2 separate regions of the Zea mays genome follow, and region 1 is linked to region 2. A link is a contact called in public Hi-C data. All regions are on one chromosome and are shown on one strand. The core of a region is the stretch at or near the end of the contact, and the rest is flanking DNA. Distances in the headings are between cores, read along the strand shown. Region 1 holds the start of LOC100285991 (bile acid sodium symporter/ transporter). Region 2 holds the start of LOC100280352 (Transducin/WD40 repeat-like superfamily protein).

Evidence for each region. Hi-C and Micro-C count contacts between places; a contact is called where the count stands out from the background.
Region 1: a Hi-C map of leaf shows a contact between it and region 2, with 4 times the contacts expected there. The contact joins the promoter of LOC100285991 here to the promoter of LOC100280352 in region 2. A contact is called at or near these places in 11 of 25 Hi-C or Micro-C datasets (ear, endosperm, leaf and 2 more) and 1 of 3 datasets of contacts at active chromatin or transcription factors (leaf).

Annotation. Positions count from the first base shown.
Region 1 is chr3:142,502,139-142,508,876 of Zm-B73-REFERENCE-NAM-5.0, forward strand. It overlaps LOC100285991 (bile acid sodium symporter/ transporter), which reads left to right and starts at 2,122. Exons shown (of 7, transcript NM_001372350.1): 1 at 2,122-2,607; 2 at 2,741-2,881; 3 at 3,848-4,003; 4 at 4,075-4,196; 5 at 4,283-4,417; 6 at 4,627-4,687; 7 at 5,401-5,603. The coding sequence starts at 2,209. The coding sequence ends at 5,577.
Region 2 is chr3:142,344,309-142,350,415 of Zm-B73-REFERENCE-NAM-5.0, forward strand. LOC100280352 (Transducin/WD40 repeat-like superfamily protein) reads right to left here and starts at 2,923. Exons shown (of 11, transcript NM_001153278.1): 1 at 2,544-2,923; 2 at 1,801-2,115; 3 at 1,599-1,707; 4 at 1,410-1,512; 5 at 542-629; 6 at 358-441. The coding sequence starts at 2,708.

The DNA of each region.
Region 1 (6,738 bases), core at 872-3,371, 160 kb after region 2:
AATTGTGCAGATATTAGGTAGTGGCATGTCAACAAAGATGTGGGAGGCCAGTGTGGAACATGCAAAAACATGTGTTCTAACTGACAAAGTGCATCACTACTATCCTGATGGTCTAAACAAAGCTGGTGTTGTATTCAATGTAGTTGGAGAAGTAACAGGGTTAATATCTGATAAATATGTTTTTGTTGATGACTTTACTGAAAAGGAGAAGGTAACCATGTTGCATCGCTTTCCAGGTTTTCTTTAAACAAGTTCATCCATTTTCCTTATATGCCCACCTTTTCTGACCTGGACCATGTGTTTTTACATGTTTGTTGTTTGCCTATTTTCAGGCCGAAGCACGTGTAGTAGTGAAGCAAGCATATGAACACTGGAAGGATGTCCATACTTGTGACAATGAAACGCTTGTGGAAAACCCTTCACATCCATTCAATTTGGGATCTCCATCATTGCATGAAAATCAGTATAACCAGTTGCCCACACAAGTTTCTACTGATGGTTTTAGTTTGAGCAACGGCCATACTATCACCCAACATTTTCTCAATGGAGCCATCGAGTGCTTTAGACCCTTGTAGTATATTGGAGACTGAAGAAAGCAGTGCTAATCAATTTCAGTCGGTGTTGCCCCCAGTTGGGGGCCATGAAGTGCCCCGAGAACCTCAGAAACTGGATAAGATGGAAATGGCGCTGCGTGTGAGAGGAAGACAGAGAAGGATGAGAAATGGGAAACAGACGGCGTGCGTTGAGGCCGTAAGGGCAGAATCGGCACAAAGATTTGTGGACCCATCTGTCAGGTGCTCCAAAATTACTCGTGACCTCTTTTGGCGAGCGCGCAGACTCGAGCGACCCTTTTTTACGAGGTTAGCTTGAAGCGGTGTATTTTGTAGAGCGACAAGTACGAGCGACCCATTTTACCAAATTCCTCCATGAAGTTAGCATGGCGGCTCGGGAAGCTGTACAACCGTGACAATCCAGCCACACGCAGGAAAGAACACTAACATCGTAATTATAGAAGAGGCAATGGAGTAGCAGGAAAGAGATGAACTCACATTGGAGGGCGAACCGAGGCTCTCCGATTTGCTCCATCATCGCGTTGCCGTGCGACACGAGCACCAACCGTTAGACTCCAGGCGTCTAGGCACCAGCCGGATCCGCCGTAGGACGCGGCGAGTGCGCACGCACTGGTGTGGACGCCGCTCTGTCCACGCACGGTCCTGCGCGGATGCAGACCGTGCTCGCGCCTTGCCCAAGGAGATGGCCACGAAGCTCGAGGCCGCGCCTAGATGGGGTCGCGCCCGTCGTACCGAGGCTGGGGCCGTGTCACCGCGCGCCCGTATGCCACGGCTGCGCCCTCGACGGGGCCGCCGCGCCCGCGTGCCTCTGGGGCAGCGTCCACGCCGCCAAGGGCCGTGCCCGCGCGTCGGAGGCCGCGCCTCGCTCTCGTCGGGGACGGGGGCCGCCGCGCCGGGGTCGGGTCGCCGGCCACGCGCCCGTGCCGTGACCGGGAGGCCGCGCCCGTGCCGCCGGGGCTGCGCCCTGCGCTGGCCGAGGTCGCGCTGCGACAACACAAAGAAGTTCGCGCATACTCCGCTTGACCTCCCGTGCACGGAGAAGTTTGCGCCTGCTCCTTCTGGATCTCAATGAACTCGAGGTCGGGTAGGACAGAGGCAGCGCCGTCGGGGAGGCCACCAAAGGGGTTGGGGCGTCCTCCACCTTGACGAACGCGGTGACGGAGGCGGAGACCGGGTAGGATGGAGGCGGCGCCATTGGCACACGAGAGAGACGAGGTGCTGCCGGTCACCCACGCGTAGGGAGGCGGCCGTTGCGGGCGTAGGGAGCGACATGGCGATGGGTGTGCTGTAGTGGCGCCGGTCGGCGGGATTTGTAGGGGCATGGCGGCGGGCGTGTGATCCGCGCGCGTAGGGTTTCGCGGCGGGATTCGTAGGGGCCTGCGCGGCGGGCGCGTGATCCGCGCGCGTACGGAGGGGAATCGCGGTGGGGGGGGGGGGGGGGCGGGCGTGCGCGTAATCCGCAGGGTAGGGAATCGACGGGAGCAGTCTACACTGTAGACTCAATAGTTAGCCGCAGGGTAGGGAATCGGCGGGAGCAGTCTACACTGTAGACTCAGTAGTTAGTAGAGAAATACTCGTGCGCGCACCACGGACAAAAACCAACCACCGTGCGCCAGCCGCCACGCCAGCGCCTGCCATGGCTCCTCTCCTCCTCCTCCCCCTCCCCCTCCCCCTCCGACCCATCCCCGCCGAGAACTCCATTTCCCGGCTCGCACCGAGGCCAAGGTTCCCTCGTCCCTTCTCCAGGCGGCGCCTACGCCTTCCCGCCCTCCTCCAAGTCCAATGCCTCGCGGCCACCGGCCCCGCCGCGCCCGCGCCGCGGTGGCACGCGGCACTGTCCGCCGCGGCGGGGCTGTACCCGGCCTACGTCGCAGCCGGCGCCTCCGTGGCCTTCACGCGGCCCGAGGCGTTCCGGTGGTTCGTGGCGCTGGCGCCGGGGTCCTACACCGCTACGCTCGGCTTCATCATGCTCGCCATGGGCCTCACGCTCCAGCTCAGTGACTTCGCCGCCCTCCTCCGCGACAGGCCCCTCGCCGTACGTGACTGGATCGGCGGACCTGTATCCCTTCTCGCTCGATCTCCTTCTCCCCCCGTGCAAGTGCAACCGTGAATGGATATCCGAACGGTGGTTGGTTGATTCAATTCAACAAGGTGTTTTCCTGCTGCAGATTTTGTTCGGGTGTGCCGCCCAGTACACCATAATGCCTGCGTTTGGCGCTATCATTAGCCACGCGCTGGGGCTTCCCCCGTCGCTCTCAGCTGGCCTCATCCTGCTGGGATGCTGTCCTGGAGGAACTGCATCCAATGTGGTAAGACTGTCAGCTGAGCCCAGTTTGTTACACTCCCAATTTCTGTTAGAGAGGGGAAATTTTCCCCCTTCTCTTTTATTTCTATGGACAAATTAAGAATATCTATGCAATTCTGAGTTCATACTCTTGTATTCGTTGAACACTGAAATTGAGATGCCAACAGTAGTAGACTACTTGGTTTTTTTTCTAAAACGTTTTTTTCTAAAACGCGCAGGAGAACTGCGCGTTAAATATATTACGAAGATAGAAGAAACAATAAGTCAATAATGGTCTAAATAGACCAGAGTACAGAGTAAAAAGCAAAAGAAAAACGACCTTACGGTGGCCAGAAACAAAAATACACATAAACATCCATATAGAAGACAGCCAAAAGACATCAACAACTGCCCCTAAACTAAGGCCAGATGGTGCACAGATCTTTGGCACCCGCCAGACACCACCTCTGAGCGCCGTCTTTGATGTTCTGTATAATTTGGTTGCCACTAGGAGCATCCCCCTCAAACACACATTTATTCCGCTGCTTCCAAAGCCACCATGCCAACAACATCACAAGGGAGTTAATCCCTTTGCGCAGCACATGAGGGACCTTGCCCTCCAAATTAGCCCACCAATCTTGGAAAACCAAATCAGCCCTTGCGGGGGAGAAAATGCCGCAGATTAACCAGGGAGAAAATCCTGAACCACACTTCCCTAGAGAAAACACAAGAAATGCACTACACGCAGAAATGTACACATTTGACATATAAATTTACATGACAATGCTCCACAGGTTTTGATTTTAAAAAAAACAAAAAACTATTGCAATTAGTTAACAATTATAAACATTTCTGTTTTCCAGTATCATGATCCTTTTTTAATCCCAGATGTATTGGTAGTCTATTGGACACACATGGTTAAGCAACGCTATTTCTTTTTTGTTTTTATCATGCATTCTCTATTACCTAATTGTTTAGTATAGTGGTTCAGGTGACTTTAGTTGCTCAAGGCGACGTTCCATTATCCGTCGTGATGACTGTCTGCAGCACTCTTGCTGCAGTGTTCCTTACTCCTCTGTTAACGAAAATTCTTGCTGGTGCTTATATTCCTGTGGATGCCGTTAAGCTCTCTCTCAGTACTTTGCAGGTGAATTTCTGATGATGTTATTGCATAACAAAAATTACTCCTGTTTTCTCTAACATTATTTCCCCCTTCAGGTGGTTGTTGCCCCAATTCTATTAGGTTCATTGATACAAACTGCATTCCCATCAGTAGCTCAATTTCTGAGTCCTTTTGCACCTCTGATGGCAGTCTTGGCTTCATCACTTCTAGCATCCAGGTTCAGATCCTTCAAATTTACCATGTCATATTGGCTTGGGAATAGCAGAAACTCTGCAGCCTTTTAACCATTTTTTAATGTCACAGTGTCTTCTCTGAGAACTTTGTGCGCCTAAGATCGACAATTGCCGATGCATCCCCTGTGAATGGAATGTTCTTTGGGGATGTAGGGACTGTCATCTTCTCTGTCTTCTTGCTGCATTTTGCTGGTTTCTTTGTCGGGTGAGCACTAGAATGTTTACTATACCCTTTACATGTAATATGATTCACAGATTTTGTATCAGAATTGATCTTTTTTATTAAAAAAAACACAGTATAGTAGAGCAGAACTTGATGCAAACCCTCAAAATCCAGTCACCTAGGTGAAGCTACAAGTTGTGGCCAACTGCCATCCAGATGTCTAAATGTTTATATGACTCCATAACAAACAGGTATGCAGCAGCAGCTATAGGTGGTTTCAAAGAAAAGCAAAGGAGAGCAATATCGATCGAGGTATGGATCCTCACCAGATCTAACCACATTTCCCCATCAACATGACCAGTAAAATGGATGATTTATATATTCAGTGTTGAAAACCATGTATAGGATACTGAAATAGACGAATCAAGCAAGTCTTCCAGCGGACTTACACTCAAATTAATGGGCGTAAAATACTTGGGAGGATCGACTAGCTGGCTAATTATAAACATCAGATTATGAGTTAACAAATCGTGTAAAAAGCTAGTCACATTTTGGTATGCATGCAGTTGGGCATTTTAAAGCTGAACCATTGGTATCCTTCTGAATTTTTGTATTAGATTCATCTGAACTTATCTTGACAAGCACGTGCACAATTTTTTTTATAAACTTATCTAGCCCTGTAAATATGTGCGCAAACAGCGGGAAAAAAGCTGCGTTTTTTTGGCAGACAAATGTTGTCCGATAACATCACTTATTTGTGACCATAGGGATCAGTACTTGCAGACTATTATTGTATCGTGTGTGGTGAGCGAAGCTCATAAACCACAAGCATGGATAAGAAATCTTACACCAACTAACCATTCTGTCTCTGTGACCATGTTTTTTGTGTGTGTGTGTGTGTGTAAATGCTTTCTACTTGACTGTCTTTCAGAAACTGCAATGAAGAGAAATAATTAATTTGCACCATAGTGTTATGAATAATGACCAGTAGGTTTTTTTTCCCTTTTTCTTCTTCTGGTTTGCAGGTAGGAATGCAGAACTCGTCCCTAGGGGTAGTTTTAGCAACCGCGCATTTCTCCTCGCCCTTGGTCGCGCTGCCTCCTGCAGTCTCGGCCGTCGTCATGAACATGATGGGTAGCACACTGGGTCTCGTATGGCAATATACCAGCACTTCCGTGTCAGAGAACGAAACCAGTGCGTGATCTACTCTTACTGTCGCCATGTGCTTAATCTAATGTGTCGTATCTACCACCACCACCACTACTACTACCCGAATATACCTTTCGAGTACTTTTGATCATGTTGGGGAACGGGGTCGCTGATGATGACCCTGGAATGGAAAAAATCTTGCTGTCTTAATTACTGGAGGACCCAGGTTACCTGTCTGAATTATGTGGGTGGTGAATGCCCAGGCTACATATGGGTCCCTTTTTTCAGCACTGCAAATAGAGGGAAAACCCATTTTGCATGTGACCTGGTACATTACAATGCTGTGCTGTGCCTGCAAACAAAGCCCCGCGCCCACTGCTTCCACCTGTATGTGCGTGCTCGTGCAATGGCATCAGGCAAAGGTCGCAAGGCCAAGTGCCATTTGCACCCATGCGCTCTTGTGGCAGTAGTGCTACCGACTAATGATGATGACCAGAGCTCGCGACTGCCCCACAGAGAGAGGTTTGCCGAACCGCTTGATGAGATTCATTCACGGAACCACGAGGAGCAGGCAGGCAGGGAAAAGCAGATCTCGCCACAGCTGCAGGATCATGATCATCGCCTGGTGTTTTCCTGGGATCTAAACCACGCTGCTTACTTTTTAAAGGTCTGGATCTGGTCAACAGTCAACCGAGTTGTGGGATCATGGTTGCCATTTTATTTTATTTTTTTGGTTTGGGCCAGCTTTTCTTCTTGCAGCTCAACGGCGACGACCTGGAGCGTTCAGCTTTGCCTTTGAATGACCGGCACTGTAGCACGTCCAGATCAGGTCCCGTTGTTCTGAATCCTGGCTAGCAGCTTAGCATGGTACGGTCAAATGAAGCTGTCATGTGCGCCCGTAACGAGTCAAAGTAGATGAACATGTGAGTGCAACTAAACCTGTCCGTTGAGATGAACATGTCTACGCTACTTTTGCCGAGGCTGACGGCGTCTCCCGCTCCTGTTCAAGTGGAGATTAACAAAGTTGCTCACACACACTGATCGGGGAGGGATCAAAGTAGTATATGTTCAATCTGGCTGGTTATTTGGTCTGTGAATCATGTGCTGGGATTTAACTAGTCTCTCTGTCTCCCAGTTGCGGTTGATCAGCTCCTTCCTATTAATGTTCCAGCCACGCTGAGTCACAGCTGCTGGCTGAACACCGGGCATCATCC
Region 2 (6,107 bases), core at 1,673-4,172:
GGAAAATTAATATGGTAGTTAGCACTGTTTAGTATCTAATAAAATGCTGTGTAGAGCTGAAAGGTTAAGACATTCTCTAATACCCCCTCATTCCAAAATAGTAGTTGTTTTAGCTCTTGGTTTTTATGTCTGTATTCAAATAGATGAAGATGAACCTAGACACACATATAAAACACATACATCAAGTGTTCTATGAACCCAGTAATTAACTAAAACGAATTTTAATTTAGGACAAAGGGAGTACCAACAACCAAAAAGAGCACATGTTATAATGTTAACTGATGCTAATGGCTAAAGCATCTTGCTTCACCAAAGTAATGCACTTTAGGAAAGCAATCACAGAAGAACCTAAAATACCTTACTCGACTTTGCATGTGCAACCATAAACTGAGACTGATCCTTGACAGCTGGAAACGTACAGTCTGTGTTCCCATCCTTGTTCTGAAAACAACAAAGATAGAGCATCAATTCAAAATCAACCAAAAGTCCAAAATAAAGTCTGCCAAATTATTATCAAGCTCTATAATTAGCAGCTGCTCACTTTATCATACACGTACAAATTTCCATCAGAATGGCTAACAACGAAAATGCCTTCACGCTCTGGCACCCATGCGACAGAAGTGCAACGACTGCAAAAGATTTATTTCCAAATCTTGGTTAGAAAACTACGTTAAATAAATAGAATAAGATAGGCATCCAGATGGACTAAAAGAAAGCAACATTATGCTTATTGCACCCGTATCAAGTTTTAGATAACTTGGGTGCATTGAAAGAAGTTCAGAGAAGCCAGTTAAGATTACTATCTCTTTAATTTCACAAGAAACAAGTTTAAGGATTCAAAGGCATGCAAGCAGCTGCTTTTGTCACCAGAGGATGAGCATGCAAAGAATTAATTATCCAAACTTCAAAATAAGTTGCTTCGGGCAACAAAAGCAAGTTTGGGACTTTGGGCTTTGAAGGTGCTCCTTGAAAGCAGTCGAGGAATATATATAGACATAGAACACATTGCTTTGCCACAACGCTGTGAAGGGCGAGAAGAACTGGTTCCACTAGGATTAGATTCATAGCATTACTGAAGTACACATTTACGTCAGAACTCTAGAGTAGAAAGCTAAAAAAGGCTTAGAATCATGGTGGATGCAGATAACTTCTCTAGCTACTAAACTTTGCCTCATATCTGTATTCTGAAGTTCTGAACTTAAAACCACATACGAATAATGGGTTCATGTATCATATTACCAGACATGTACCTATGCTACCTTGATCATGTCTAAATATGATATCAAAATCACAGAGCAGTAATATAAACAAACATGTAATCTAAATATTTATGAACAACGTCGATAAATTGAAAAGACCATATGTATCAGATGTGTCATTCAAATTAATAATGGAACTTTCAAGCATACCTTCCATTGGGTGAGACATCTTTATCACCCTTATTGTAATGTAGAGCTGCCACGGGTTTTCTTCCAGGATCTTGTAACTGTTGCCTCAGCGACATTGAATAGACTGCACAGCCCACAACAGAAATGAAAATGAAGATCCCATACTTATGCACAGTCCAGTTTGAAGTACTCAACTAATCATCCACTAACCATCCCCTGATCCCATCCCAATGATCAGGTCGTGTCCCTCTTTGGCCTCTGGGTCGAATGCATGGCACAGTGGGTTTGAGTTGCTGAAATGGATGGACTTTAGTGGATCCTAGTGCAAGTAAACAGATGATCAGAAAAAAGCAAGACATCAAAAACTGTGTGGCTTGCATCCATTCCAGTAAAATGACTGAATAGTGAATACCTTCTCCTGGGAATTGAGATCACTGATGAATAGTGTATCAGCAGCATTGAATACAATATATGTACCCTTGCCATCATAATTTGTGCCCCCCTGTGATCCACCAAGGCCTGTAGGTGTACCAAGGCCGCCTCCTACACGGCTGCTTCCAGCAACAGCTCGGCTTGCACCATTACCGCCACCAAAGCTAAGTGCCTTGCTCCCATTCCCAGTGCCCAGCAGCCTTGCTGCTGCAGACCGCATCCCACTGCTGGCGCTTGGTGTTGATGGCTGAGAGCCCTGGCTAGCAGGCTTCTCCTTGAGGTATGCCACTGTCAACTGCGATGATGCAAAGCAATGGCCATGGTAAATTATTTCCCAATCAGAACATAAGCTTATTATCAAACTGTAGAAATCCAAAACGTATGGCAGAATACAGAAATGAACCAACATAAGGCACTAACATTTACTCTTCAGTGACATAAAGCTTCCATTCATTTATATTGAAACCAAACTGAACCACAACTTCACCGACCAACGAACGAGCAGCTAAATTAAATAGCCCAGGATGCCCAAGATGATTCTATTCTGTAGTACCAAGCCCATGACTACGATCGCTACCGTAAATTTACCTTAAATAGACGGATCCTCAACCCCAATCAAAATCCTATCGGCAGTGATGAAAAGCCTACCAAAAGCATCCATCCACCGCAGCAATCCGCGTAGATCCCCCTGGCAGAAGCGCACTTCCCAGTTCCCATCCGTACCTGCGAGACGGTCTTGCCGCCGTGGCTGTAGTGCAGCACCGCGGAGTGCGCCTTCTCGTACTGCAGCTTGTACCTCCCCTCGGGCGTCTTGAAGTAAGTCTTGAGCCCCGCAGCGGCGCCGCCCCCACCCCCCGCACCCGGCCCGACCCCGGGCGCCCCCGCCATGCCAGGCGCCACCGCTGCGTCCCCCGCAATCAATTCCCAACCGCAACCCTAACGCCGCTAACTCCGCCGGCTCGGCGTTGGTCCACTGGTAGCGCTTCCAGGAGGCGGAGACGGATCTACGCGGCGGCGGTGAAGTGGAGGGGGCGAAGAGCGGTAGCACCTGGATGGCCCGATCTGGGAGGAGAGACCGAGGAGAGGCCGAGACCCCGAGACGGCGAGGAACAACTGCTTTGGACTTTGGAGACGGAATATACATTCTATTTATACAACAACAACAACAACAACAACAACAAAGCCTTTTTTGTCCCAAGCACGTTGGGGTAGGCTAGAGATGAAACCCCGTATGAAAACCTCAGAGCTCAACCCCCAAAGAACAGAAAAGGGAAACAAAGGCAAAGGAGAACCGAAAACAACGAAACGGGGAAACACATAAAAGAGATAAAACCCACAAGGACCAGCAAGATCTAAAATGGACACAAGAAAAGGTCAAACGATTAAGGAGGAAAAGCGAAACTATCAATCAGGGTTCTGGCACGTGAATTGCACACTTCCACCCCTTCCTATCTGCGGCGAGCTCTTTGTCAATATTCCACTCCTTCAGGTCTCTCTTCACAGCCTCTGTCCACGTCAAAGTTGGTCGACCTCTACCTCTCTTCACATTTTCGGGACGCCTAATTATTCCGATATGCACTGGTGCCTCTTCAGGTCTTCGTTGGATATGTCCAAACCATCTCAAGCGATGTTGCATAAGCTTCTCCTCAATTGGCGCCACTCCTACTCTCTCTCGTATATCATCATTCCGGACTCGATCTCTCCTTGTGTGGCCACATATCCAGCGCAACATACGCATCTCTGCCACACTTAGTTGTTGGACATGTCGTCTTTTAGTGGGCCAACATTCTGCTCCATACAACATAGCCGGCCGGATTGCTGTCCTGTAGAATTTGCCTTTTAGTTTGCGTGGCACCCGGTGGTCGCATAAGACACCCGCAGCTTGTCGCCACTTCAACCATCCGGCTTTAATTCTATGACTGACATCCTCATCGATGTCTCCCTCCTTTTGAAGCATTGATCCTAAGTAACGAAAAGTGTCTTTCTTGGGTACCACTTGCCCATCAAGACTAACATCGCCATCCTCATACCCCATGGCACTGAAATCACACTTCATATACTCTGTTTTAGACCTACTAAGCCTAAAACCTTTTGCTTCCAGCGTCTGCCTCCACAATTCCAACTTTTGAGAAACACCACTCCTACTCTCCTCAATAAGTACCACATCATCGGCAAAAAGCATACACCACGGTAAAACTCCTTGTATGTCCCTTGTGACCTCATCTATCACCAAAGCGAAAAGATAAGGGCTCAAAGCCGACCCTTGATGTAGTCCTATGTTAATTGGAAAGTCATCGGTGTCTCCATCACTTGTTCGGACACTTGTCACAACATTAGTGTACATATCTTTAATAAGATTAATGTACTTTGTTGCTACTTTGTGTTTTTCCAAGGCCCACCACATTACACTCCTAGGTACTTTGTCATAAGCCTTCTCCAAGTCTATGAAGACCATATGCAGGTCTTTCTTTTGTTCTCTGAATCTCTCCATAAGTTGTCTTAGTAAGAAAATGGCCTCCATAGTTGATCTCCCGGGCATGAAACCAAACTGATTTTGGGTCACGCTCGTCATCTTTCGCAGGCGGTGTTCAATGACTCTCTCCCATAGCTTCATTGTATGGCTCATGAGCTTAATTCCACGGTAATTAGTACAACTTTGAACATCTCCTTTGTTCTTGAAGATTGGTACTAATGTACTCCGCCGCCACTCGTCGGGCATTCTGTTTGCCCGAAAGATGGTGTTGAAAAGCTTAGTCAGCCATACTATCGCTATGTCTCCAAGACATCTCCATACCTCGATAGGGATACCATCAGGGCCCATCGCCTTTCCTACCTTCATCCTTTTTAGCGCCTCCTTAACTTCATATTCTTGTATCCTTCGTACAAAACCCCTGTTGTTGTCATCGAATGGTTCGTCCAATTCTATTGTAGCACTCTCATTCCCTCCATTGAACAATTTGTTGAAGTACTCCTTCCATCTGTTCTTGATCTCTTCACTCTTCACTAATAGTTGGTTTGCTTCGTCCTTGATGCATTTGACTTGGTTGACATCCCTTGTCTTCCTTTCACGAATCTTGGCCATCCTATAGATATCCTTTTCTCCCTGCTTTGTGTCCAGCCGTTGATAAAGGTCGTCATAGGCTTGACCCCGGGCTCTACTAACCGCTCGCTTTGCAGACTTCTTCGCTATCCTGTACTTCTCTATGTTTTCTGCACACTTGTCATGATGTAAGCGTTTGTAGCAATCTTTCTTCTCCTTGATAGCCTTTTGGACATCTTCGTTCCACCACCAAGTGTCTTTAACTTCCCTTCTGTTCCCTTGACTCAACCCAAACTCTTCTGAAGCTATCTTTCGGATGCATGTCGCCATCTTCCTCCACATGATATTTGCGTCTTCCTCTCCTGCCCAAGGGCCCTCCTCGATAACTCTCTTCTTGAAAGTTTGGGCCACATCCCCTTTAAGCTTCCACCACTTTGTTCTAGTGACCTTGTTATGCTTATTTCGTTGTAAACGAATCTTAAAACGGAAGTCAGCAACGACAAGCCTATGTTGGGTTACCACACACTCTCCAGGTATAACCTTGCAATCTAAGCAGGCATGCCTGTCCTCTTTTCTCAAGAGGACGAAATCAATCTGGCTAGTGTGTTGGCCACTACTGAAGGTCACCAGGTGGGATTGCCTCTTCTTAAAGAAAGTGTTTGCTATAAACATGTCATAGGCTAGGGCAAAGTTCAGGATTTCCTCTCCTTCTTGATTCCTAGTCCCAAAGCCGAAGCCTCCATGTACACCCTCGAAACTGGTGCTAGATGTACCCACATGACCATTGAGATCTCCTCCTATGAAGAGCTTCTCGCCAACTGGCACACTACTAACCATGTCCTCCAGGCCTTCCCAGAACTCTCTCTTTGAGTTCTCATTAAGGCCTACTTGAGGAGCATACGCGCTGATAACATTGAGAACCAAGTCTCCAATGACCAGCTTGACTAGGATGATTCTATCTCCTACCCTCTTAACATCTACTACCCCATCTTTGAGGCTCTTGTCGATCAAGACGCCTACTCCATTCTTGTTTGTTGCAGTCCCCGTGTACCACAACTTGAAACCTGTACCTTCCACTTCCTTCGCCTTCTGTCCCTTCCACTTGGTCTCTTGAACGCATAAAATATTTACCCGTCTCCTCACCGCAACGTCAACTATTTCTCGTAACTTACCTGTTAAGGAACCTACGTTCCAACTGCCTACACGGACCCTAGTTGGCTCGACTAGCTTCCTTACCCTTCGCACCC